Linked DNA regions of Mus musculus: regions 1, 3, 4, 5 and 6 are each linked to region 2. Evidence: chromatin contacts called from public HiChIP or PLAC-seq and promoter capture Hi-C data. All regions are on one chromosome and are shown on one strand. Each heading gives the region's core, a stretch centred on a gene start, on an enhancer-like site or on the middle of the called end of the contact. The rest is flanking DNA. Distances are from core to core; before and after follow the strand shown.

What was found. Promoter capture Hi-C pulls out the DNA fragments that hold promoters and counts their contacts. HiChIP or PLAC-seq counts read pairs in DNA pulled down with a chosen protein or histone mark.
Region 1: a contact with region 2 is called in an H3K4me3 HiChIP or PLAC-seq map of forebrain, with 11 times the contacts expected there. The contact joins the promoter of A930005H10Rik here to the promoter of Col11a1 in region 2. A contact is called at or near these places in 2 of 39 promoter capture datasets (cranial neural crest and hippocampal neurons) and 3 of 115 datasets of contacts at active chromatin or transcription factors (astrocytes, forebrain and stem cell-derived neural progenitor cells).
Region 3: a promoter capture Hi-C map of hippocampal neurons shows a contact between it and region 2, with 7 times the contacts expected there. The contact joins the promoter of S1pr1 here to the promoter of Col11a1 in region 2. A contact is called at or near these places in 8 of 39 promoter capture datasets (the 3T3-L1 cell line, cranial neural crest, frontonasal cranial neural crest and 5 more) and 2 of 115 datasets of contacts at active chromatin or transcription factors (astrocytes and embryonic limb bud).
Region 4: a contact with region 2 is called in an H3K4me3 HiChIP or PLAC-seq map of embryonic forebrain, with 9 times the contacts expected there. The contact joins the enhancer-like site here to the promoter of Col11a1 in region 2. A contact is called at or near these places in 8 of 39 promoter capture datasets (the 3T3-L1 cell line, 3T3-L1-derived adipocytes, cranial neural crest and 4 more) and 6 of 115 datasets of contacts at active chromatin or transcription factors (SST interneurons, astrocytes, embryonic forebrain and 3 more).
Region 5: a promoter capture Hi-C map of neural stem cells shows a contact between it and region 2. The contact joins the enhancer-like site here to the promoter of Col11a1 in region 2. A contact is called at or near these places in 6 of 39 promoter capture datasets (the 3T3-L1 cell line, the C10 cell line, hippocampal neurons and 3 more) and 2 of 115 datasets of contacts at active chromatin or transcription factors (astrocytes and stem cell-derived neural progenitor cells).
Region 6: an H3K4me3 HiChIP or PLAC-seq map of forebrain shows a contact between it and region 2, with 7 times the contacts expected there. The contact joins the promoter of Slc30a7 here to the promoter of Col11a1 in region 2. A contact is called at or near these places in 3 of 39 promoter capture datasets (cranial neural crest, frontonasal cranial neural crest and hippocampal neurons) and 3 of 115 datasets of contacts at active chromatin or transcription factors (SST interneurons, astrocytes and forebrain).

What each region holds. Positions count from the first base shown.
Region 1 is chr3:115,885,876-115,890,116 of GRCm38.p6, reverse strand. It overlaps A930005H10Rik (RIKEN cDNA A930005H10 gene), which reads left to right and starts at 1,987. Exons shown (of 2, transcript NR_015487.1): 1 at 1,987-2,353. It overlaps Dph5 (diphthamide biosynthesis 5), which reads right to left and starts at 1,934. Exons shown (of 8, transcript NM_027193.2): 1 at 1,840-1,934; 2 at 1,520-1,677. The coding sequence starts at 1,654.
Region 2 is chr3:114,027,952-114,032,061 of GRCm38.p6, reverse strand. It overlaps Col11a1 (collagen, type XI, alpha 1), which reads right to left and starts at 1,522. Exons shown (of 67, transcript NM_007729.3): 1 at 1,059-1,522. The coding sequence starts at 1,161.
Region 3 is chr3:115,713,082-115,717,594 of GRCm38.p6, reverse strand. S1pr1 (sphingosine-1-phosphate receptor 1) reads left to right here and starts at 2,540. Exons shown (of 2, transcript NM_007901.5): 1 at 2,540-2,886; 2 at 4,481-4,513.
Region 4 is chr3:115,629,565-115,634,184 of GRCm38.p6, reverse strand. No RefSeq gene overlaps it. Among named protein-coding and RNA genes, the nearest start is that of Gm40124, 9.9 kb to the left of the region's middle. Within about 2 kb of position 2,099, at least 48 of the 459 cell types and tissues checked have an H3K27ac peak or open chromatin away from gene starts, as enhancers often do. A contact at or near this core is called in astrocytes, embryonic forebrain, forebrain and 1 more, where this site is marked.
Region 5 is chr3:115,160,384-115,164,792 of GRCm38.p6, reverse strand. No RefSeq gene overlaps it. Among named protein-coding and RNA genes, the nearest start is that of Olfm3, 82 kb to the right of the region's middle. Within about 2 kb of position 3,117, at least 5 of the 459 cell types and tissues checked have an H3K27ac peak or open chromatin away from gene starts, as enhancers often do. A contact at or near this core is called in neural stem cells, where this site is marked.
Region 6 is chr3:116,005,850-116,010,103 of GRCm38.p6, reverse strand. Slc30a7 (solute carrier family 30 (zinc transporter), member 7) reads left to right here and starts at 2,698. Exons shown (of 11, transcript NM_023214.7): 1 at 2,698-2,969; 2 at 3,169-3,270. The coding sequence starts at 2,890. It overlaps Extl2 (exostosin-like glycosyltransferase 2), which reads right to left and starts at 1,807. Exons shown (of 5, transcript NM_001163514.1): 1 at 1,567-1,807.

The DNA.
Region 1 (4,241 bases), core at 738-3,237, 1.9 Mb before region 2:
AATACTATATAACTTTCAATTGGTTATTTTTTCTTTGACAAATGGAGAAACTAGCATTTAGAAATTTGGAAATATATCTGCTAGCAGCTAAAATGTCTGAAAACTTTTGTGATGGACACTGTTCTAAGAGCCTAGAAGGCAAACACATCCTGACCTCAATTTATAAGAAATTAAATGTAAAGGAATTGTCCAGGGACATGTCACAAGGCAAAACAAGTTATGTCCCAATTTTGCTCTAAGCTATTGTCTAATATTCTTTTGTTTTTTGCTTTTTTGGGGGTGGGGGGTTGAGACAGGATTTCTCTGTGTAGCCCTGTCTGTCCTGGAACTTACTCTGTAGACCAGGCTGGCCTTGAACTCAGAAACCTGCCTGCCTCTGCCTCCCAAGTGCTGGGATTAAAGGTGTGTGCCACGACTGCCTGTCTTCCCTTTTTGTTTGTTTTTGGTTTTTGTTTTTGTTTTAGAGACAGGGTTTCTCTGTGTAGCCCTGGCTGTGTTTAATATTCTATTCGATTAACCTGCCAGTTATCTATTTTCTCAAATGGTTTTAGGTCCATTATAGTTTCTGATCACTGATCCAAGACATATTTCTATCATCTTGAAGTAAGTATAAACACCGACAAGTGTGGCCAGCAAGTCAAACTGACCATTAAACACTACTTTTTTTTTTTTTTTTCTAATTCATGACCAACTTAAGAAGAAGCCTATTTAGGATTCAAGATTTTTAACATAACCCTGAAACCTTCAAAATTCTGAGTTGTGAATCTGAGAGATATGACCGGAAGTTCTCTGGCCCACACTTTTATATGGAAGACTTGACAATTTAAAAAAACAAAACAAAACAAAAAAACCTTCCTCTCCTCCTCTAACAACACATCAGCATCTTATCTCAATATAGGGTTCACTTTAAGTTTGACAATCAAGCAGAAACTGACCCTTCTTGTTGTAACTATTATTTACATATTTACCCTGTTTAAGGTATATAATGCACTAATACATCCTCTGGTTACTTAGTCACTCTATATGTACATGTGGGAATGACAGCCTTCCTGGGAGAGTACATGTAAGGTCTCTTTGGCTATGTTGCAGACAAAAAAAAATGAGATCGCTGTTCCCTATGGAACTACTTCAAAGACGGAAGCTTTCAGATCGCTTGCTGAATGTATAAGCAACTCATTAAGCCTGTGTCAGCACCTCATTAGCACTCAACTCGGAAAGGATGTCTGGCTAGCTCATGAAATAACGGATTTGATAACTATCCCCAAGAGTGTAAAATAACTTTTTTTTTTTTATTTACTGGAGAAAGGCACAAAATTAGACTTGTAAAGTAGGACAAACTACCGTTTCATTTCCCAAGTCACTGAGTATGAAGTAGATCTTAATGGACAGGGTGTGTGTTTTACAGGGGCTTAAAAAAAAAAAAAAAAAGCAGACGCTTAGAGTCTGTGCAGTCTAGGGTAGGAGAATCGGACGCTAGCTAGATGTCTTCCCCAGAGGCCTGGGGACTTTAATCACGTACCAGGGCTTCCTTCCCTACAGTCAGGACTGAGGTGTAGGCTTCCAGATACACGCGACTGCATCGTCTCACAACTTCCAGGCCCTTGACTGTGATGTCCTTGGCATCTCCCAGGCCCAAGCCGATCAAGTAAAGCATTCCGAACTCCAGGGATGGGGAGACTGCAGAGCGAAGTGAACAACAGAAAAACGTCAGCTAACACCGGGGACCTAAAGTCTAGGGATGAACATAAAAACCAAGGTGGCACCCTGCGTGCGTCCGACACTCCTGCATACTCTTAGAAAATAATGGAATGACTGTTTTTAAAAGTGTGATCCGATTACCCGCTTAGAGACTCGGAGGTGATTCGCTGACGTCCCTCAAAGTCTCACTGCAGCCTTTTAATAATTGCAGTCCCCAAACCATGTGCCCATCAGAGACAGAGCTTCCGGGTCTCACCTAACGGCGCCGTAAAGCGCAGAGCCCTTCACAGCACTTTACGACTGGCAGGAGGCGGAGATGACAGACCGCTCCAGGAACGAGCTATAGAGCGATCGCATACCCCCCGCAAGGCCCTCCAGGACTCGCTGACTCCCGGGCAGAGGTCAAGGGTCAGGAATGGGTCCAGCTGTGCGCCTGGAAAGGACCCAGCGTGCCCACGCTCCCGGCAAGCCAGGACTCAAACATCCCCAAAGGGCGTCCGGGCTGATGACGATAGCTCCCAATCGCCCTCCAGACGCACACTGGCAGGAACAACCGGAGGGACTTCCCTGACCGACCCCGCGTTTGCTCAGCTTTGAATTCCCGCTCTGTAGATCTGTCGCAATTTAACCAGAAGTCACCCTGGTGAGGGGACAGGTTGGCTTGCCCTGCTGAGTGTGGTTGTTAAGTTCCCAGGGGGGGGGGGGGGGCTGTGACTCCTTCTAGGGGTTTGTCCCTGGGATCTGATACCAGAATGCCTCAAGGGAATCTGCCTTAGTCACCCTCGGTGGAGAGTGACCTTTTAAGAGTGCTCAAGGGATGACTAAATACGAATGTGATGACATATACGGATGAAAAATGCCATAATGAAGCCCATTACTTAGTATGCTAACCAAAGGATAATTTTAAAAAAGAAAGTAGTTCTATGGCGGGAAGCGCATAACAAAAAGGAAAGTGCTTTAAACCTCTCAGCGGTTGTTGCAGAGATTCTTAAAGATTGGTTACACGCAGCTCCAGTAAGCGAAAAGTTTACACTGCAGATGCTCTTCCTAAATTCACTGGTAACTTTATCCAAGTTGGGAAGACAGTTCATTGCTTCTCTTGGCACAATGTAATGGCCTTTCAGATTTTTCTTAAGTCTAGCCTTTTCCTCCAAGGGTGCACGAAGACCTGATTCTCCCTGTTCCCACTAAATTGATTTATTCTTTGCACCATATTAAAATACATACACCTCAAAATAGATCATGGTGTAAATGGAAAGACCTAAAATTATAACAGAAGAAAAAAAAAAAAGAAAAGAAAAGAAAATCTGACCTATCCAGGGAGAGATTTCTCAGGTATGCTATAAAAGGCATGTTGCAAAGAGAGAGGAAAAAAAGTCATACTTTAATAATAAAAACTCCCTTCAAAAGACTGAAGTCGTACACTGAGAGAAAATGTTTGCAAACCAGAAATTTGACAAAAGACTTGTCAACAGAGCAAACAAACCAAAGGAAGGCTATCAAGATGCTGGTAAAGGAACTTGTCACGCAAGTCTGACAACCTGAGTTTAATCCTGGAACCCAGTTAAAGGTGGAAGAAAAACAACTCCACAGAGGTCTCCCCTGACCACCACAGGCTGGCACACCCACACACACCCCCACACCCCCCCACACACAAACAAATTAATAATAAACTGAAGATGAATTCAAATCTAATGGATTCTTAAATGGAACAAGAAAACAACTCAATGTGGAAAAATGTACAAAAGATTTTGAGTGATAACAAATAAGATAGGCTAATAACAGATAAGCATTTTAAAACTTGTCTAGCCGGGCAGTGGAGGTGCACACCTTTAATCCCAGCACTCGGGAGGCAGATGCAGGCAGGTTTCTGAGTTTGAGGCCAGCCTGGTCTACAGAGTGAGTCTTGAACCCCGCCCCCGCCCAAAAAAAAATCTAGAGAAATGGTTTTCAAAGTTCTTTTTAGATTATTTTATGTGTGTGAATGTTTTCCCTGTCTGTATGTCTGTGTACCATATGTGTTCCTGTGCCCATGGAGGTCAGAAGACGGTACCAAAATCTCTGGAACTGGAGTTACAGATGTTTATAAGCCACCATGTGAGTGCTGGGAATCAAACCTGATAATCCGGAAACCTATCCAGTTCTATACATCCAGAGCTGGATTCATCACCTTCTTTACCTGCGTGGTATCTGACTCTGTATCGGGTAGGTTTGACATTCCCCCAACCCAGATATTAGTCACCCCCACACGTACTGCCAGGTCTTCTCTGTCAGAAACCATACTGACTATCACTGTGTTGGTTCAGATCCTAGCTCTATTACTCTGTTAGCTTCCCATCTTGTTCCCTTCAAATGTGTCTTCACAGAAACCAGGGAGGACTAGTAAAGATACACCCTAAAAATAGTATCCCCCTTCTAAAAAAAAAAAAAAAACTTTGGCAAAAGAAACCCCATGCTCTTAAATTTCCCATCTATGGGATGTTGAGTACCTGCCTCCCTGGTCCCCTTACATACCATGAGCGTTCTTTCAGTGGTATTGACCC
Region 2 (4,110 bases), core at 273-2,772:
TTTCTCCTGCCAGCCGAGTCTACAGCACCTAAGGGACCGCTGCAGCCAGATGCCTTTTCGGGAAAGGGCGGGGGCGGGGGAGGGAGGAGGCAAGCGGAGGGAGGAGTGAAGTCGCTCTCCCTCCTCCGGTACTGACAGGGCTACAGTCAGCTACACAGGTCTGGCCATTCAATATTTGGTAGTGCCACGTAGGAACTTTTCCTTACCTTCCCCCTCCTATCCCAGGCCCCCTCCTCTTCCTCCCTATCCCTAGTCGTCTGCCCACCACCCCATTTGCTTGGAGACTTTCCTCGCCCTCCAAGAGAGTTGTAGGTCCAACCTGCAAGAATAAGCTGTTTGGAGGGGACAAGGGATGAGCGAGGATGAGGGTGTCACGGAGAGGAGGGGGGTAATCATCAGGAGAAACTGCCCCCCCCCCTTCTGCCCCGAGCACTCCTGAACTCCACTTTATCGTCTGGGAAATGTGTTCCTCTGAGAACATTTCAAAATGCCACACACAAAGTGCTCTCAATCTTCTAGCTTCATCCCCGCTGGTTTCTCTTATATCCTCCAAAGTAAAAACAGCCCGTTTTTCACTTCCTTGCAGACAAAGAAGTTTATCACAGTTCACTTTATACTCTTTCTCAGTATTTTCTCCTCAGGTCACCCTTCAAAAGATATCTCCTTTAGAACCCGAAGAAACCCAAAGATTGGTTCAAAGGACCGAGGACTCTGAGTAAAGACTGTTCTTGAAACAAAAGCTTTGTACCACTGCCTTCCTGTTCAAGGTAATTTTTTTTTTCTTTTTGCAAAGAAAATGAGAAGGGATGATGGGCTTTCTCAGCCTGCCCGGTGCCTGACAGATCTTTTAATCCTGCCACCTACCTCCTAGCCCATTACTGTCCCGCCTACATCCATCTCCCTGTCTCTCCAGTTTCCACACTTAACCCGGTAGCAACTACAATCTGGATTTTATTTAAAAGAAGTGGGGAGACGACAAGGGAGAAGAGCACACACAAAAAAGAAGAAAGCCGGGTGGCAATGTCCCACCTCCCCAAACTTTTTTTTTTCCTCCTTACCTCCTCTGACCTCTCTAGCTTGGAAGAGAAAAGTCAAGGCGAGGGTTGAGATGGTGAGATCCCAGATCCACCGTTTCGTTTTCCACCTGGACCAGGGCTCCATCTCCAAGCCCCACGCTCACGACTGTGAACCCACGAAATTGCCACTGCAGACCAACTTTGTCCCTTCCAAGGTGTCGCCTACGTTCGCTACACAGCCATCCGGAAGGGAAAGGGAGTAAAAAAAAAAAAAGTCAAAGGGCTCTAATTTTTTTTTTTCCAATTTGATGGTTTGCTTCCTTCCTGTCTCTCGCCCCCTCCTCTCCCTTTGGGGTGGCCCGCAGGAGACTGCGACCCCGGGACCCGTCCTACGCCTGACCCTGCCTTCAGACTGAGGGCAGATGAAGGGTTTCAAGAAAAAAAGCCGAAAGCACTGAGCACCCCTAAAGGCTTCATGCTGTGGGTGGGCTGGACAAGAGGCTCGCGCAGCCCCCTCCTCCGCCCACTCCTCCCGCCTCCTGTGTGCCCGAGAAACTGACAAGCCGACTGAAGGTCATACCCAATCACAGGCCTCCCCGCAGCCTTGAACCCGCCCAGTCTCTCCCTGGAGGATCCAGACTTCTGTGCAGGCCCAGCCCACCAGCCACCCTTCATCTTCCCTCTCCTTCCCCCCCTCCTCAAATCCCCTGAAAAGAAATGGGAGGGAGTTAGGCGGGACCAAAGCTGGACTCCTGCACTTTGGGAATGAAAGGAATTGCAGGACAGCCCCGCAGCACACGGGACGTTCGAGTAGCTTCTGTATTCAATAAAAACCAAGCACTCTGCTCGCACCAGTCCGGGAGCCCCCCCCCCCTTTCTTCGGAGGTGGGAGGGGAAAGAGGGGAGAAGACCAGCATGTTCACTGGCCCCACGGCTGGAGTCCTGGACTGGCAGCGGTAATTTTATCCATCTCCAAAAACCTTGCTTCCTAAGGCAGCCATGGAATCAGGAACCAGTGGGCTCTGTGCTGCCTGCATCCAAAAGTGTTTTACTAATATTTTTAAACTAGAGACTAACGAAGGTGGCATGAAGGAACTCTAAAGATCAAAATCCTCATCTTGTAGGCAAAATCTAGTTGGTGAGATGAAAGTTAAGCTTCTCAAATGTTCAAAGACTGCCCAGAGCTCACTGAGGGGCTTGTCTGCAAGAAAAGAGGAAAGACCAAGAACCCATAGCAGTAGAAACTAAGGGAATCAGTCACTTGCTTTTCCAGCAAATCCTGATACTGGATGAAAGGGAGAAGCAGGGAATAGAGAAGGACAGGAAAGCTGCCTGCAGAATTCTCCAACCAATCCAGTCAGTTTCTTTACTGGCCTGGCCTGGCCCTGAGCCTTGGGGCTGAAAACGTGGTCACTCCACTAGCAAAGTCTAACAAGAGGGAAGTGGTTCTAAGAAACCCATCTCCTCCTCAGTGTATCTCTTAAATCTATACATTTGATTCCCTGGTCAGTTTTCTGCATATTTGAATTCCTCCATCCTCCTGATTGGTCTTTTGTGTTTTAAATCATTTCTGAAACGTGTCTCTCCCACAGTGAGTGCCATGTCCAATGTCCAGCAATGGACAGAAGTAGGAAGTGTCCAACAGGGTACCAGCATACATTACCCACTCCATAGAGAAGCTTTGAAGGAACACGTTCATTTTCTCTACCAACACAGAGACTAGAAGGCAGGACTTACTGTTAGCATTTCAGTCATATCAGTGCTTAAGGGCCTTCAATTAGGCTTATCAAGCGTGCACGTTCAAGTCTTTATTTGATGCTAAGCTTTAAACCATGGGGTCTTTTCTAAATGATCCGTTAAGACATGACTAATTGGACTATATAAAATGTCTTCATATGGTTTAATAGTTGGCAAACTAGCTGGAAATTGATAAAAAATCAGAAGTAGAATATACTAAAAGCAACTAGAAATATTTCTACATAAATGTTATTCTCTGCACCAAAGAACGATTTCCTAATCATAAAGTTTCTTTGGGATTACAGTCTAAAACACAAACAAACAAACAAACAAACAAAAAGACCTATTTATTTCTTGAAATGAGGCCAGCAGAATGTTTGAGATGCCATTTATAAGAGAAATAGGGCCAACTAGCTCTTCAATCTATTAACATATTTTACCAATATAGTTTACCAACATATTGTATTTGAACCTGGAATGTCTAAATACAAATTAAAGATCTTACATTTGAAATATAAGTAATTCAACACCTTTGTTATGCCTCTTACTTTCAGGTGGAAATTGTGTATGTATTTGTGGCTTCGCCTATACTTGCCTTTTCTGTCCAATTCTCTCTGCATGTAAAAATCATTTTCTAGGTCCTTACTTAAACATAAAATGTGAAATGAATACATATTAATTTAGGAATACTTACTTGTGAGCTGGCCAGTGACAGAGCTTACAGCAACATATCTAGTGTTCTAAATTATTTTCCCCTCACTCTCCTGTATACTGAGAGCTCTGTGGCATGTATGGTCCTATTCTAGGTGAGAAGGATCCAGGCACTGCCTTCTGCTCACATCTCAGACCTCATTGCTTGTGAAAGGGTTCTTTCAGGCAAAAATGTCTTGAGTGAATAGAGTTATTGCTGTCTTACACGTCTGTACTCTGTGGTTTGAATTCCTCTGGCCTTTACCCAACTAGGCACAACCTGGGTCTGAATTAATGCCTCTGGAAGGAAGCATACTGGAATCACAGTGAGGTGTAATTATGCCTAACCTCTCTAGCCTGTAGCTGACTGTCAGATGGTGTATCTCCCAGAAACCTGGTCATGGACTTTCAGATGAACTGAATGAAAGAATGGATAAAAGGAGCAAACATGAAGAAACCAACCAAATCGAGGGATCCATCCAAGCTGCCTTCAGCTTCACACTAGGGAACATCCAGTAGAGTTATTTCCTGAGTGACCTTTCAGCCTGACACTGCTAATTGTTTATACAAACATTCAAAATGTAATAGAATGTGACAGTTTCACTAATGCAAGGTCTTAGATTTGAAGCATAGTTAGTAACATACTTTCATATTGTCAAAATGGAAA
Region 3 (4,513 bases), core at 1,291-3,790, 1.7 Mb before region 2:
GATCATTTGAAGTGAGAAGACCCACCCCAAATTTAGGGCATACCCTTTGGTGGCAGCCCCCCTAAACCGACATGGAAGAAGGAAGCTTTTGCTTTTTGCCTGCTCACCTTCACTCTAGCTGACAAGTTCATCTGCTCTGCTGCGGAGGCATCCCTTCCCCACTCCTAGGACCTACCTCTTCAAGACTTCGATGGAGGCTGATGAGCAGCAGTTCTCTAGGACTCCAGAACCAGACTGGGGTTGATGAACCGATTGGCTACTGGATGCTTGGCTTTTCTGTCAGGACATAGCCATTGTTGGACTAGCCAGCCAGACCACCATTAGTTCTGTTCCTTCAAAGAAACCTGACTATACAGTGTCAGTATTTTTCAGTATTTTTTTTCCCTTCTTTCTTTTTGTTTGAGACAAGGTCTCACTATATAGCCCTGGCTAGCCTGGATCTAACTATATAGACAAGTCTGGCTTCAGACTTACAGAAATCTACCCCACACTTGCCTCTGGAATGTTGGAATTAAAGGCATTTGTCACTATGCGTAGCCTATCTTTTTCTTTTCACAGTATTGGGAACTGAATCCAAGGTATTGCACTTACTAAGAAAACAGTCTACCTCTGCAATATACCCAAGCCTTTGCTGTGTGTGTGTGAGAGAGATATACAGTCTCAAGTATCTCAAGGTGGTCTCCAATTCACTATATAGCTGAGGATAACCTTGAACTTCTGATCTTCCTGCCTCTACAAATTCCTAGATTACAGACATGCACCATTGTGCCTGGCTATTTGTGTATATCAATGATATGGATGCATAGCTAAGTGGAATAACCCAAGCTTGAGAGCTTCACTCTCCTCCCACAAAAGAACACACTGTATACATTAGTAATAGTTTTATGCACATGTAAAGACAAGTACAATCAGAAGTACAAATGTAAGGAGTCCAAGTGCAGAAGTCTCCTCTGTTCAGGAAAGGAATGTGAAGTTCTAAGCTGATTGACAGCATTTGAGCAGACAGGCAAGACAACTTAAATTTGGTGACCCATCTCTGCCACATACTACCTGGACAATCTACAGGTCTCTCAGGGCTGAGGGATTGCTCATGGGTAGAACGGCCCATGCTACTCCATTGCTTCATGGGACAGTGGCCATCACATCTTGGGACAACAAAGTGCACAGTTCCCCTTTAAAGACCTCATAAATTGTTAGTGGGAGAAGGGGAAGCTAACTCCTTGCCTCTGCAGCACTGCGATAGACAGAAGTTATCTCCTCTTTCAAATGAAACCAGTCTCAAACTCTGTCTTTTCTGGAGGAGACTGGACGGCTGTTATCTTGGTTTCCATATTGTTTTGCAAGATCTGTAGTTTGTGGGTAGGTAAGGTAGGAAACTGTCAATGAGTGCTTCTAGGCAAATATGAATTAACAGCTACTTTTTTTTTTTTTTTGCAAGCTCATAAAATCCCAGAAGGTAGGGGTCTGTTGTTTGTTTCTTCTGTCTCTCTTGAGTCATTCAGGTACAGGGTGTGTCTGTTAATTGAAACTGCACAGCAGAGGAAGTTTTGTGATCACATCTGCTCAGGGTGGGAAGGCAGTGAGAACAGGGGACTTGGGTGGAACCACTTTTTAACAGAAGGACAGACAGACAAGGCATAAAGGCCTCCATCTGCTACTCAGACAAATCTGACCAAGGCCTCTTCAGCCTCAATCTAGCATTATCTAACAGTAGAAAAATGTGGACAAGGTGCAATTCCTTAGATTTGGGGATCTCTTAGTTATCTCTACGTAGACAGGGAGAGAAGAGGGGTCCAGCTTTAGGCAGGGGGCTGTAGGCACTGGCCAGTGAAAGGACAGGCAACCTCTTTCCCCTGTGGACATTCCTGAACTGCTGCTGGATTGTTTAAATCTCTGAGGCCAGGGCAGCAGCCCACCTCCTCAAAGGCCTCTGAGCTTCCCAGAATCTGGGGCACACCGCCTGGCTTTGCGGTCAGCTGAGAGAGGGGAACCCCCGGTCCAACATCAAGCACAGCACTGGCCCACTTCACCGTGCACCCGGGGAAAGCCACTTTCTGCCCACCAGACCGCAAGTTTCAAGGCTTCACCAGGATCGGAGTGGAGGGGGTGGAGGAAGAGGAGGTGGAGGACAGAAGCTTTTCAGTACTTCGGGGCTGCTCTCCTCCGACCTTCTCAGGATCCCCTCTCTGCGGCGTGGCTGCGGCTCTCCGGGCAGTGGCTCGGGTTTCCCCTGACCGCGTGGAAGTGGCCCCCAGGGCACCGGACCACTCGGGCTACACGGATCCTCAGGGCTGTGGGGTCTGGGACCAGAAAGCTCCTCTACCAAGTGCAGGCTTGTCCTCTGTCCTCTAAGATTTTTAACGAAGAAAAGTTTTCCCAGGGATCCCCATGCCTAGTTTCAGAGTCCGTCCCGCGCTGGGGACTGCGGGAAGCTGTGTGAATTAGAATTTAGGAGCTGCCAGGCTCCGCCCCTTCTCTTCCCTTCTCTCTGCTGGTTGGGGCGGAGGGGCTCCTATTCATTTGGTTTTATTTTAGTCACTCTGCCCCAGATCTTTCTGGGAGGCTGCTTCTTAGCAGCCCAGACCCTGAGGGGCCCCCTGCCGCTGGCAGAGGGCGGAGGAGTTAAAAGCATTAACCCCTCCCAGTCCCTTCCTAGAGGAGCCACCCAGCCTCGGCGGGGCGCTCAGAGACTTCGTCTTGCAAAAGTGGTGCGGGCAGCGCAGGCAGGGCTGGCCATTGGAGTGCACCGCTGAGGAGGGAGGGGACCCCAGCTCAGGGAACTTTGCGAGTGAGCTGGTCGCCGTCAGTCGCCGACAGCAGCAAGATGCGGATCGCGCGGTGTAGACCCAGAGTCCTGCGGACGCAGCTTCGTCCGGCTTGAGCGAGGTAGGGGGTTGTGAGCCTCGCAGGCTCCGGCTATGGGGCGTCCAGGTGTCAAGAACGAACCTTTAAACACAAACGAAACAAACAAAAACTTTGAGAAAAAACAAAGCAAAACGAACCCGGGCATCACCAAGATGCTATGGAGTCCTTCTTGACTGACTTCTTCTTGGGGCACGGAGTTTATGAAGTTAGAAAAAAAAAAAGATTAATTTCCAAATTATAGAAACGACTGGGGGAGGGCATGCTAGAGAAGCTGTGATTCATTAGAACGGAGAAAAGGGAAGACGCTTATTATTATTATTTTTTTTTTTTTGAAATCCTGTAGACAAAATTATCAGGCACCACGCCAATAATTTCCATTGCCTGAGAATGGACTGTAGCGATAAGAGTGGAGAAATGTTGAGTTTCGTAAGCTTTTGTCACAGAAATGACTACAATGTCTCTAGGGTCCCCTCCCCCCTCATTTGTTATAGAGTTGATCAATTACTGTGCAGACTTTAGAGTACTTATTTAGTGCTGTGTGTCCAACTTAAGTAGTGCTGTGTGCCCTTTAGGGATTGCTAGTTCTGTTGAGAGGAGGCAATGTTGGGGGTGTGGGGAGCGGAGGAAGTTAAAAGTGCCCATGCAAACTTAGCAGTATGTGTTTCTGGAAATTAATGTACCTGAAGTTAAAACAAAGTGGCGTGCTTCGTTATCGCTAGCAGGGTGACTTTCGTGTGTGTGTGTGTGCAAGTAAGCGTTGGCTAAAGTTAAAACTTTCTTAAGCAATCAGTTCATGGAGAAACGTCTAGGATTTGCTGCAATCTCTTAGGAGGGGTTCTCCGTGAATACCTTTAAACGTAATAAATGAACTTGTGGGGCGGTTGGGTGAGGCGGAGGAGTAAAGACAGAAGTTTTAAAAAGAAGAATAGGCAGTTGCTTCACGGAGGCGCCAAGCTTTCCTGTTTACTTCAAGGCCTGGCGGCCCACACCACACCTCGCTTTACCCTCTGACCATCGGACCCTCAGCACACCTGCTCCTAGGGAGTTATTAATAGAGCCCAGAAAACGGCTTACTTGTCAAATGACCTCCTACAAAGCTACTTTTTTTTTGGCATGGTAATGAGAAGGTGGGCTGGTCTCTTCGAGGTGTGTGTGTGTGTGTGTGTGTGTGTGTGTGTTGGGGTATGCATGTCTGCCCTGCACCCAGAATGGGCAGTTGGTGCCTTCTGTGAGCAAGCAGTCGATTTTCGCTTGAAGGAATCTCAGGGCTGGACACTGAACGTGGCAATGCCAGTGGAAATGGCGTGGGCTCGAAAACTAGAATGGGTGGCTCTCATTTCCATCTTGGTGGATTTAGTGACCCAAGGGAAGGTTTTGTCTCCTCAGAGTCTGGGTAAATTGTTTTTTCTACCTCTCTTTCTAACTTCATTTCTCTTTTGTTTGTTTATTTTTGTTTTGTTAATAGAAATGACCATTTGAGTTAAAAAAAATCCTCCCTGTGTCCTGTATCCTTAAAACAAATCATCAACAAAGTTGGAGCAATGCCTTGGCTAGAATGAATTATGCTAGTGTGCTGGGCATTTTCCCTGATTCTTTTCTTTGTAACTTGTTTAAGGCTGCTGTTTCTCGGAGGCCTCTCCAGCCAAGG
Region 4 (4,620 bases), core at 850-3,349, 1.6 Mb before region 2:
CCTCAGACTGCTTGCCTCTTTCCAATTGGATGCACTAGCCTAGCACTGCCACGCAGAACTCAAGGGGAAGGTGCACACATGGAAAGATTGCAAAAGATTATTACACTCATCTATTTTCGTGTATGTGTGTGGGATGTATGCCACAGTGAGTGTGGAGATCAGAGGACAGCTTGTGTGTGTGTGTGTGTGTGTGTGTGTGTGTGAATTCTCCCCAACCACCAGGAGGGTCTGTGGGATCAAACTAAGCTTATCAGCTTTGTCAGCAAGAACCTTCTCCCACAGAGCCATCTTATCATCCAATTCAAATGTCATTGTGTAGCCATATGCATGACCATGAGTGACACGTTCTCAGAAGAACTCCAAGAAGAAATCAGGTTGAAGAAGTCAAATATTAGAAAAATTGACTAAAGAAATTTCTAGTTATTCCTGTCTTACTCTTCTAGTTAATAGCAATTTATACAGAGGAACGCTGAACCCAGCCCAAAGGCTTCATGTTCTGCACCTCTGGCTCTGTCCATATCAATAGATTCTGTGAAATGATGCTCATATGGAAGTCTTAATTGGTACTTCTTGGGGACAATTTTCATAGATACAGAAGCATGCACCCTGATTCCTCTCTTTGTAGTGTGTTGTGATGGCTGCAGGTATCATAGCCTTCATAGAGCATGGGGCCAAGGCTTTCCACCTAGAATAGAGTGAAAAGCAGAGAGAGGCTTAGGCTATAAAGCATTTATAGCAGCCTTGGCCTTTGCCAGGGATCTTTTTCAATTTTCTGTCTCATGCTTCTCAACCAAGTCCAGCTGGTCTATGTGCCATTTGTTCTTGTCCTTACAGGAGCAAAAGAGCTACTTCTAGATGAATTTAGACCGTGTCTCAGAACCCAGCCTCAGATCAACACCCCTGCTGGTTCTAGGCTCTGTTGGCTTCAAGTCTACATGAACCTTGTCTTGGCCTCTGTGTACTTTTCTCACCTCTCCTCCTCTTCTGGGATTTCTGACCCTTTCCTAGACTCTTTAGTTTTTTTTACCCTTCATTTGGATTTGATACATTTCATTAGTATCAGACCTGCTTCTTAACTTGTACCATCTGTGGCTTTATTATCAAAGCCTAAGTCTCTAATCCTGACTTGCTGATCTGTATCTATAACCTCCAGACACTCTCATTCTCAGTGCCCATGAGAAAAAACCACACTGAGGAGGTTGAAAACCCTGGGAAACCAGCTAAGGGAAACTTGTATGGGAGCCGTAGGATCTGGGTTTAAGAGATTTAAACTAGCTGTGCACCATCTTTCAGGCAGGTACTTTCTGCTTTCTGTGACCCACGAGGGGCTGCATGGCCCTGGGAACCTACTGTTGAAAGATGACACTGACTGATTTGTGAGGGGAAACATTTTGAAGTAGTCATAACGAGGCCATCAGTTGAGGAAAGGCACAGCCACCTGGCTTTATGCTCTATCAGTGTGGTTCCTGGCAGCTCAGTTTCCCTCTTGGGATATGTTCATTTCCCAGTGTTAACCTTAATCACCAGCATAATTGTCGTTTCTTACAGATGATTATGGCTTCTTCTGATGAGATCAGATCCCATCAGGCCAAGGGTTTAGCCTCCTGTACCCTGTTGCTCCCCATGGGATGACCCCTATCTACGAAGGTTACAGATGCCTCATTAGACCTCAGAGAGGGGCGCTTTGGGTTGAGTAACCTGTCTTTCTCCAAGTCGTTCCCCATTTGGGACTGTATTTTAATTAGCTTTCAATTCCATGCAAGTATTTGACATCACACTTGAAGGGTGCAGATTTGCAAGCATGGCCAAAAACTTGGGGTTCCTTTTTAAGCTGACATTTCTCAGTCTGGGTCTTTGGACAAAGGTCTAAAAGCAGCAGCAACCTCTCCTATCTACTTGTGCAAAGGTGCCACACGTTGCTATTTTTTTCCCTTTTTCTCTTTGGTTTACAGTTATTAAAAGCTGCCTCTGTGATGAACAGACCGCACAGCGTGGGGAAACATGGGAAGCAGTAGCCAGCCTACTACATTGTCCAAGCGAACCAACAGAGCGATTTTATTGTCTTCAGAAGCCATGGCTCTTTGTCTCTGTGTTCTGTTCCTTTATTTGCCATGCAAGTCACACAGGAGCTGGGATAATAGTCGCTGGGCTCAGAGCAGAGAGACTTAGGCCGTTTGTGCGCAATCTCATTTGAACTCTGGGACCAGGGAAGGCTGGTTTTGCCTCCTCCCCTTAATTTTTTAACTGCTGTTCAGCTTCTCGTGCTTAATGAGGCTTTTCCAAAAGGAAAACTAGCAAACACACAAAGCACGAATTCCGCCCTTTAAGGAATTGCTTTCTAAATTCTTCATCAGAATACAGTTGTACAATGAACGCCAGTTTAAGGATGTCTGTGCGGCAATCCATCCACAGCACCATTGGCGATCGCGTCAGACTGGGTGGTTTCCTTAGCAGATCCACTGTCTAATATCCCCTTCCGTTAAGTGAGAAAACTATTGGACAAATTAACTTTCTGAGGCTAATAATTACTCAGTTAATTACATACCTTTCTGGTCAGTAACTCCTGATTTGGGGACTGAATATCTTTGGAAGAACCTTAATGTGAAGGCAGGGCATTCTAAGTCTGTCCACAGTCACTATGAACATAAGAGCTTTTCTTTTTTTCATCTGTGAAAAGATGCTGCTTCAGATAGTAAAGGGAAGCTCTGCCATCAAAAAGTAGCTAAACTGGGGCCTGGAGAGATGTCTCAGTGAGGAAAGTGAGGCACAAGCAATGAGGACCTGAGTTCAGATCTCCAGTACTCATGTAGAAATGTAGATGTGAATGTCTTTAACGACAGTGCAGGGTGGGGAGTGGAGACAAGTAGGTCACAGAGGGTCATTGGCCTGTCTAGTGGAAGCACCAAGCTCCAGATTCAGTGAGAGACTCTGTTTCAAAAACCGAGGTGGTGAGCCACGAAGGAAAAACCTTAGTGTCGATTTTTGGCTTCCACACATGTAGGCCCCACCACCACATTCTTTGTATAACACATGTACACAGGCACACATTCATGTATGCACGCACGCACACACACACACACACACACACACACACACACACACACACACACACATGCACACACACACACCACTGCTACCTAAATGAGTGGTAGCCTTTGGGCATAGTTCTCAGATACTAAACAAACATCTGTCACAATTGGGGGTGGAGTCTTAACGTTTTTGGTTTGTTCTTGTTTGTTTGTTGAAATAGGGTCTCTATCTGTAGCCAGGGCTGGTCTTGAACTCTCAGTTCTGTCTCAGCCTCATGACTAATTAGGTTCTAGGTGTGTGCACTACACCTGGCCCTCAGTGCTTTGAAGTGTTATCTGAGGGTTCTTTGGGACAATTGCTTTGGAAACTCCTCTGTTCGCTTTTTCCCATTATGCGGCGAAGTTCCGGGAGCATTTTGGGTGCTGGACTAACAGGTACTGAAGGGATACTAGAGACTGCATGAACTGTGATCTAACAGAAATTTAGGTACATCAAGGACAAATTCTGGTTCAAGGTCACTTGAGCCAAAGAGGGGAGTGTAGGGACCATTCTTGCATTTCCATCTTGCCTCTTTCTGGGTGATGTAGAAGTTGGCATGAAGCAGAGAAAAGCTGGTGTTGACAGGGACTACCTAGAGTTGGGTTTAAGATTTCAAGGATGGCACCAAACAGTGAGTGCTGGCTTGCAGTTACTCTTCATTCTTTTTCAAGCAGAAGGAACTGAGGAAGCTGAAAAGGCAGGAAGATGATCCAATCTCTCTGTGTGTTTCTCTCCCAGCTTAGAAAGAATCTCTTATGTAGTGTATGGTAGCTTCACCTGTCAATAAAAAGCTGTTGACCAATGAGCTGAGTCAGGAAATAGGAGGTAGGAGTTCTGGTAGGAGAGAGGACCTCTGGGATAGAGTCAGGTTCAAGAAGAGATTCACCCCAGTCTCTGAGGAGACAGACACACAAAACTGAGAAGAGGTAACCAGGCATGTGGCACTCATAGAATAGAATAAATGGTTAAGTTATGAGCTACTTAAGGAATAAGACCAAGCTTATGGCTAGACATCTATTCATATATAATTAAATCTCAAAGTTACTTGAAGAACTGGTGTGTGGGTGTAAAAGCCCACAGTTACAGGCTCACCTTCCCTGAAAGGAGGCTGGAGCACTTCTGTTTCATAAGGGTCCTGACCTTACACACAGGGTTTATTAGAACTGACAAGCAGAGCTTGCTGAGTCCCTAGCCCATCATCACCGATAGGTTACGGCCTTTGCCTCTAATCACATTGCTACTCACTGCCTATAAATATTTCAGTTTCCTTGTTTCTGAAGTCTTCATTTCTGAAGGATCCCATGTCACATTAAAATTTAATTATATAAATCCGGTACATTTTCCTCTTGTTATGTAGCATTTGTTATGGCCTCCAACCTTGTGATGATGTAGGAAATGATACTATCCTTTTTCTTTGTTGCAGGAGGAACAATGGCAAACTTTTCGCCTCTGTCCTTGACTAGAAAATTTATAGGTTGAGAGCCAACCAGAGGGTTTCATTCATAACGATGTGTCAGTATCTGTCCAAGAGCCGTCGTTCTTTCCTTTGTA
Region 5 (4,409 bases), core at 1,868-4,367, 1.1 Mb before region 2:
AGATCTCTGACCATGCTAAACCTTTCCTTGGTCTAAGAACATACACATACTTGGAGAATTTACATTGCTTTTCAACTGTTTTGTTTTGTTTTGTTTATTTATTTATTTATTTGCTAAGACCACTAGGTGGCACTTAAGCTTGGTACTGCCTGGCTTAAAGACCATCAATCTCCCTCAGAGTCTCCCAGAGAACCTCATTTAGAAATGTCTATTTAATTGGTATAACTACTTAACCCTGGCCCATCTATTTTAATTCCTATGTGAATTTCTTTGTACTTTTCAGGTGCAAGCATGTTTCAACTATTCTCCCAGTCGCTCTTTCAATTAACTTTTAATGAATGTCTCCAATTTTTTGGAGTTCATACAAAGACAAGTTAAATAAAGTCCCCCACTTCCAAAAAGCCTGTTGGTGGTCAAGGGATGAAGTAAGGAATGCTAAGTAAATAATGAAAACACAATGTAAAAAGAGGTGCTCATAGTTAACTATGAGTAGAAAGAAGGTTTAGATTCTTATAAGGGGGAAGAGCCTGGCACAATTATGTTAATATTAGGTGATAATTAGTCTGTGTAATTGTGTAATTTGATTTCTACCTTAGAGCACTGGAAAGTTGAAGTATGTTTGACACCTCTATTTGGGCTGGAGTAGACTTAGCCTACCCGCCTCCAAAAGGCCTCTGAAGGTAGTCTAGTCTTTGATTCCATGCAGCAGCCCTCAGATGTGGAGCTGTATGGTCTAATGACGTGAAAATTGTGCTCTTAGGCAGGTAGTTTGGTTTCATTTTCACTAATTCTTTAAGTGTGGACTTGCTAAACTTGCCAATTCACCAATGGAAGTCACTGCCAACCTAGCAGATGTCTGCAGCAGTGGAAGCCTAGTTAGAAATGATCAGTTTGCAATGAAGTCATTTACACAGAAAATATTTCTGAGGAAAGAGTAATTCCAAGGAGCAGGCTCACATAGGGACAGCTCACACAGGCATCTGAGTATGGGCTTTCATTATCTAGGGAAATTCAACATTTTAATGACTTATCTTCATCATGTTACCCCCACACGTTCACTTCACATATATATGCACGTCTAATATTATTGTCAAGGAAGCAGAGGCTAAGGTAAGATGTTCCTTGAATATTCCACCATTTATGATCACTGAAGAGGAAAACTATGTTGTACCTCTAGCATTAGTTTTACATTTATATTTTGTTCATATGAACCAGAATTTCAGAGCCTAGTTCTGGTGTGTCTGGAATTTGAAGAGATGATCCTTCTCACACAGGGTCACCTACCTCTTCTTGCTCTGTGTTTACTACTTGAAAGGTGATCATGAGCAGAAATGTTCTCACCCCTTTGCCTGCTTTCTTTACTGTATCTGGCTTGCCTGCTCCAAGCTGTATTGTCCCATTACTGTGTTTAAAGATATGTCTTATATAATGCTTAAGTTTTATCTTTCCTATTATTGCAAGGCTGGCTATGATAATCTCTTCCTGTCATAGTAATTTATTAAATATAATAAAAGACTAGATCCTTAAAGTTATGTTTTGTGGAAAGAAAGCTCTTGAGTAGTGTCTTCAAGATTATCCTATTCTTATTTTAAATTATTTTAGATTAAATTCTTGGGAGTTAGTGAGTTATTTATTTAGTGGAACAAACAAGTTATCATAGGTTACACACTTCTATAACTGTAATCCCTTCTTGATTCATTTATCTAATTATGTAAAGATTCTGCCCATTTCATGTGTTGCTGGAGATGACTACAAGATAATAGGATTAGATGGTATTACGTGACATTTTCAGTGAGAAGCTTGAAATAGAACCAAGTTATCTGATAGGAATTCTTTCTATCACAAACACACACACATACACACACACGCACACACAATTGAAGATTGATCATGCTTTAAAAGCTGGGGTGAATAATTTTGTAAGGAAAAATGCATCTAACAAAACTACTAATTGAACTGTAATGCTGACCTTTAAAATAACAGACATGATTAAATGCATATAGCTAGAGTGGCCTTCCTTGTCTCAATGTAATGCTTTTAAGTGTTTCATTCCTCTCTGATTATTGACTTTGGCTAATCTATTCTGGGGATTTACACTTGATGTATTCAGGAAAGTAGAAAATAATTAACCACCACTTAGGTTACTGTCAAGAATGATGAAGTAACAGAGATCCAGTAGGCCTTCATGGACTGCTAGACTCACAACATTTTAAATCTTCAGGATCGTATTAGTAAGACTTCAAGCCCAGTATCTTTAAAAACAAGTCTTATTTCAATTTTAGGAAGGGTCACATGCTATTCTTATAGTTTTGCTTAAAACAAAATCTTAGCAAAGAGAAGACTGAGTGCATAGGTACCAGCTAAATACATGAGAGACCCCAGTGGCTAAACTCTACTGAATGAGTTATCCTAGTTAATTAATTAATGAGATATCCTAGTTTGAAAAAACCTATGGATACAAGAGAGGAGAAAGAAAGTCTCAATTACCTTCTGTGGGAGGTGAGTTAACTAATGACATTTTTTATTGGATATTTTCTTGTTTACATTTCAAATATTTTCCCCTTTCCAGGTCTCCCCTTCAGAAACCCCTTATTCCTCCCTGCCTCTATGAGAGTGCTCCCCCACCCACCCACTCCTGGCATTCCCCTACACTGGGGCATTGAACATCCTCAGGCCCAAGGGCCTATCCTCCAACTGATGTCCAACATAATGACATTTTTATGAGGATGCTGCATATTGGAGTTACACATTTCATCAGTAGACTTTTATCAGGGACAGTAGGAAGTTGTGACCATGCAGGATCACAAACCCCAAAAGACCACCAAGGAACAAATTTGGATGCAATTTCACTAGGGTCTCTTTTACTCAAGCTTGACCTTAGGCTCACCACCAATGCTGATGCAGCAGGAATAGAAGGTGGAGCCCTGAGCCCTCAATGAGACAAGGTTTTATAGTAAATGGCCAGCAAGCGAGAGGGTTTCCCACCTGGCAAATGACTAATTGAATGACTATTGTAAGCCAACAGATGGGTGCTCTGAAGCACAACCATGAACAGTCACAAATGGTCTGAAAGTACATCTGGAACAATCACACTATACTTGATTGGCTGTTGCCAGGAAGTAGCTTGGGAGTAACTCTGGGGCATGGGCCAGGAACAAGCCATGGGGTCCTTTATGGTACTTGCCTGCAGCTTAGGTTTTGCTGTAGTTAAAGTTCTCAGACTTTTCTTTTTCCTTTAAAATGGAGGCCAGTCCCAAGATGGAGTAGGTTTGTTCTCTCAGTAGATGACTATGGAGCAAAACCACAAGCTCTGTGAGTTGAAAGCTTAATCCAGATTATAATGATGAAAGATAGTTTAAACAGTGACTGGCTTGTTGCACATACTGCGAGTGATTTAGTTACTATAAAAGTGGGTTCCCAAAGAAAAAAAATGTATTTTTATCCTCATCTTTCCTGCCTTTCTCACTTCCTCTATATCTGCCTCTTGCCTGCCTTCTGCCATGGAATAATACACAAAGAACATTATTTGGTTTGTGAATTTTATTACTACTATTACTATTTAGATTCTGTTTATATCATAATGAGAGAGAGAGAGAGAGAGAGAGAGAGAGAGAGAGACAGAGAGAGACAGAGACAGAGACAGAGAGACAGAGAGACAGAGAGAGACAGAGATGCTTTGGGTGGGTGGGTAAATAGGAAGGATCTGAGGGAAAGCATAATCCAAATACATTATATGAAAAATAAACTACTTCAAAACAAAGCAGGCTCAATTTTTCAAAAAAGAAAATTTAAAAATTACCAAGTATAGTTCCCTAAACTTTGAACTTCCTAGCTTCCAGAATGATGAAGCACAAATGCCTTAGCTTTATAAATTACCCAGTGTCAGACATTCTTTTGAAGTAGCAAGCTTGCTTGGTAAATCCCAGAAACTTTCTCAAGGTCAGAATGCTGGAAATCAAATTCAGATCTCTGTGGCTCCACACTGATTCTAAGCACAGCATTGTTTGGGTGAAGGAAAAAAAAAAAGAAGAGAGAAATAATATAATTTAAAGAATCCAAAGAAACGGAGGTTTCCACTTAGTGAACACCAGGGACTAGAATTAAAGGGACAGCAAAAGGAAGGTTTTCATGAAAAAGTTCAGAGTAGGAAATGTCTCTGCTTCAGGCATCTGACTGATCGAGAATATTTTCCACAGACTTCAAGGTAGATATTTTGCTTTTCTTTCTCCCGTGTCCAGCTTAAAACTATGGTTTTAATATTTGTTCTTCTTTTGTATTGAGTAGAAGAGACACACTTAAAGCCAAGCCAAATGAGACTTATTCTATAATTATTTTATCTAGATTCTATAATTATTTTATCTAGGCTAAGGTTCTTTTATTTCCTTCTTATTCATTGCATGATTTAACAT
Region 6 (4,254 bases), core at 1,449-3,948, 2.0 Mb before region 2:
CATATTTCAATCTTCAACCACACAACTAACCACGCCATACAGCGCGTTCATCTAAAGCGACTAACTGAATAGATACATAAGTATTTAAAATAGAGATACACTTATTAATTTAAGAACATTTATTACTGTATCTATTCTGTAGTCTTCTCTAGCCATTTAGTCTTTGTAATGCACAACGGACCTATGACTGGAGACTTCCCAAGTACCTCGTGTGACTGCAGGCTTGCTTAAACACTGACCACCAACACAGAGCTAAGGAATCAAAATCGTTGTGCGCCCAACTCCTTCTTTTAATGATAAGAATTACTGCGGGAGTAAGATGAATGGGTGAGCACAGGCAGAAAGGCTCATCGAGCAATAGCTGTTGTCTCTGTTCACTGTTTCAAATTCATCGCTGCTGCACAACTTAAAGACTGCACCATCTAAAATACCGATGGGTTTGCCTTTCTCCCCACCTCCCTCTCTTCACATTAATTTGTCCTCTCCATAAAACTCTCCCCGGAGAAGAACTCTCACTTATCTTGCTTTATAGTCTGGACACCCAACACATACAAGATAATCTCCAAATGATAACTGAGTTCTATTTTGACGTGTGGGACGTGTGTTAACATGTGGGACATATGTTAACCTATGTGTAGGTTAACATGAACAGGATAGATATTATTTAAAGATTACAAAAAGAAGTGAGGCACAGTAGAAACAACTTTTCCTGGTTTAAAGAGTGTCCTTCTGTCCTTTATACTGCAAACGAAAATGCCTTTAACGCTGATTGGCCTTTATGCTGTCCAGGGCTAAGGATTAAAAAATAGCATGGCCACAGTCAGAAGGGAGAAGATCTTCAAGAGCAGATCTACCTTATATCGTAACAAATCTAGGAAACTGATAAAGCTGAAATTAAATTTCTTTAATGCCTTTCAAAACTATTCAATAACAGGTAATATGGGTTCCTCCCTATCTATGCCAGCTAAGCAACTTCGGATTTACAACAGTGCAAGATGGAATACAGAATTTATTTCCAAAGGCAGGATAAAAACCACATAGGCTCAAATTGCAGGTGACCTTAATGAGAAGGCTGGAAATCCATTGCTGAAACTTGATTATTTTGATATACCATCCCCACCATCATACTTAAATAAAGCAGTCTTCAAGGGGGAAAAAATCAATTGCAATAGCTATTTTGCCTTAAACGACCTCGTCTGCAGTCAGTTCTGGCTTCCTCAGCAATGCAGTAGGGTAGAATTGAAAAACTGCTCTGAACAACAACAACAGAGTAGCCTTTAAAAAGTAAATGCTACTAATTGAGAATATTTGCTTACATGACAATAATGGTCCAAGAAAGGCAAAGACAAAAGAGACATGTTTGTCCTAGAACTTATAGAATCAAGCCGTTTGTTACCAGCAGTTTTTAAAGAGGAACATTAAAAAAAAATCAAGATCTATTTTCAAAAATCTAAATTACAGAATAAATCCTTCCTACCCACAAAGTTCCAAGAACGAGGGCAAAACAAGCAGAGGTCCCAAATGGAAAGATAAAATCAATGAAAGAGAATTTCACAGTTGCCTCACCTCTAGTGCAGAAGATTGCAGCGGGGCCAGCGGGTTTATTTGCAGCTTGGTTAGCATAAATCGAAAGGAGAGTCTCCTTTGCTTGCCTCTTTTCCACCCCTTTCCTAAACCGGGCTTCCAACCTCTCTGCCCGTCCAATTGATAACCTAGGAAATGCGCCGCCTGCAAAGTGAGTGCCTGGAGCAGGGGACAGTTCCTGAGTGGCCACCCCTCCCTCGCTTTGGGTGACGCTCCACTTCCTGTTAGGCAAAAAGGCTTTCCCAAGAAGCTCGGTTTTGTAGTTTCCAAGCCACCTCCCCAAACCAGACCCCCTTTCCGGGTTTCCCCTTCTAGGTAATAACTTTTAATCATTCACGTGATCGGCCAGCTGACCTTGTCTAAACAATCCCCTAGAAAGATGCTGGAGAGTGTCTCTCTAGCCAGCCCAGGCCCACAAGGCTCATCCCCAGCCTCCCACCCAACAGGCTTGTATCTGCACCTCCTGAAATGGACCATAGTGACAGCTACTGTCTTGGGGGTGACAAGGATGCTAAAGGAACCTGTCTGCGGTTGCCTTCAGGGCTACAACCGAATGAGGTTGCAGGGGAGAAACAGCAAGAAGCGGACCTCAAGGCCATAGTCTATGGCCCTCTTCCTAAAGGACGTTTTAAAATACCTTTAAGTGTTTCTTTTGCAAAGCACTCAACGATCGCGTCCCGCGTGACGGTTTCCGCGGGTGGGGGTGGACTCCCTTAGCGTTGACCTCGGGAAGCCATTCTCGCACATCCCGTGCAGTGGCGGCGCAGCACGTGGCCGCCTGGGCTTTTCAGTGATGCTGCCTAAGGCACAGCGGGGATTTGAGGTCCTTTAGGGGGTTAATGCTGAAGGAGCAGGAGCGGGCTGCACTGCATCCGGGGACGATAGTGATGGGCGATCTGGGTGGGTGACAGCGGGCCCTGAACCAGTCAGCCACGTCTGCAGAGAGCCAGCAGGGGTATCTTTCGTGAGTTCAGGAGATAGGACCCCTAGCTCAGCTAGAGATAGATCCCCAAGCTTTCAGCTCGGACTTTCCGCAGCCCCCAAGCCCCGCCTCCTCCCCGTAAGCCCCTCCCCTGCCGGAGTCCCCGCCCCCGCCTCCCGCTTTCCCGTCCCAGGACGCGTTGCGCGGCCCGGGCCGGAAGTCCTCGAATTCCCGGGTGTGTGTCTGTGTCTGTGTCTCGCGGCGGTGCCGCGGCGGTCAAGCGCTTTGGGGTCCGCGTTTGAAGCGTCACCGCTGTCACTGCCGCCACCATACCGAGTCACTTCTAGAGGGACGGAGACCCGGCCCTTCGCCGGGTGGAGAAGATGTTGCCCCTGTCCATCAAGGATGATGAATACAAACCACCCAAGTTCAATCTGTTCGGCAAGATCTCAGGCTGGTTTAGGTGCGGGGTGCTGTGATTGCTGGGAGGGGGCTGCCCGGGATGCTGAGACAAAGCTGGGTGCTAAGGATGGCCTGAGGTCCAGCATGGGAGCGTCACCCTCCTGCTGTGGTGGAACGAGCATGCGGACTGGGTGGGTTTTGAGGGGTCCCCGCAACCCCCTTGGCTCCTGCTTGCTTCTGATCACCTGTATCGTGCCCAGGTCCATCCTGTCGGACAAGACATCCCGGAACCTGTTTTTCTTCCTGTGCCTGAACCTCTCTTTCGCTTTTGTGGAACTACTCTACGGCATCTGGAGCAACTGGTAACCAAAGGGGAAGATGATTGGGGCGGAAGCAGAGGGTGAGGGAGACAAGCCACTATTTGCTTAGTGCCACGTAGCTCCTTACCGGCAGGTTCACGTCTTACCTTTGCCACTACCACTTTTGCTGAGTTGCTCTCAGCGTACTCTCACCAAAAGGGAAGGGCTGCAGTTCTAAGATCGGGGACTCTCATTTCCTGCAACTCCATTAAACAGAACTGACAAACAGGCCCCCTCCTCATATTTTTTTTTTACTTTTTTATTTGGCAGATGCAATGAATCTCTTTAACAGCTTGCCTTAGCTATGCCTCAGGAAAAATGAGAGGATCCTGTTAGCTAACCTACCTGTGGGTGTGGCTTTTTTTTTTTTTTTTTTTTTTTTTTTTGGATTTCACTCCTAAGATTCTGAGAGAGAAAGATCTGAATGGCCCTGTTAAATTTATGATTGCCTTTGAATGACTTTTGAAGAGGTTTGTGAAGAGACCGTTGGCAAAGCATATGCCATTCTCTTTTCCAGTGAAACTGTCTTAGGATTTTCCTTGTATCTTTACTGCAGTAGAAAATCCCATACAGTTTTCTGAGAATGCCATTTTGACTTGAAGGCTTTGGTGTCACCTTTGGGCTTTTTTGTTTGTTTGTTTTTGTTTTATGGTGTCAAGATTTGGGTCGAAGAGAGTCCGGTGTCGCTAAGGAAGTAAAGTCACTGGAATTTAAGTATTTGCTGTGGGATAACTTCTGGGCTTGTGAAACTGCTCTGCAAATAACAGAATGAGCACACTTCTGAAGTGTGCTAACTCCATTTCTAGATTTTATTCCCTTCTAAGAATCGATAAAAGAGGGGCAGAAGTTGAGAGTGCTCACTGCTCTTGCAGAGGATCAGGATTTCGTTCTCAGCACCATATCTGGTGGCTCACAACTGCCTGTAACTCCAGCTTCAAGGGTCTGACATTCTTTTCTCCACCTCACAGGCACATGCACACATGTGAC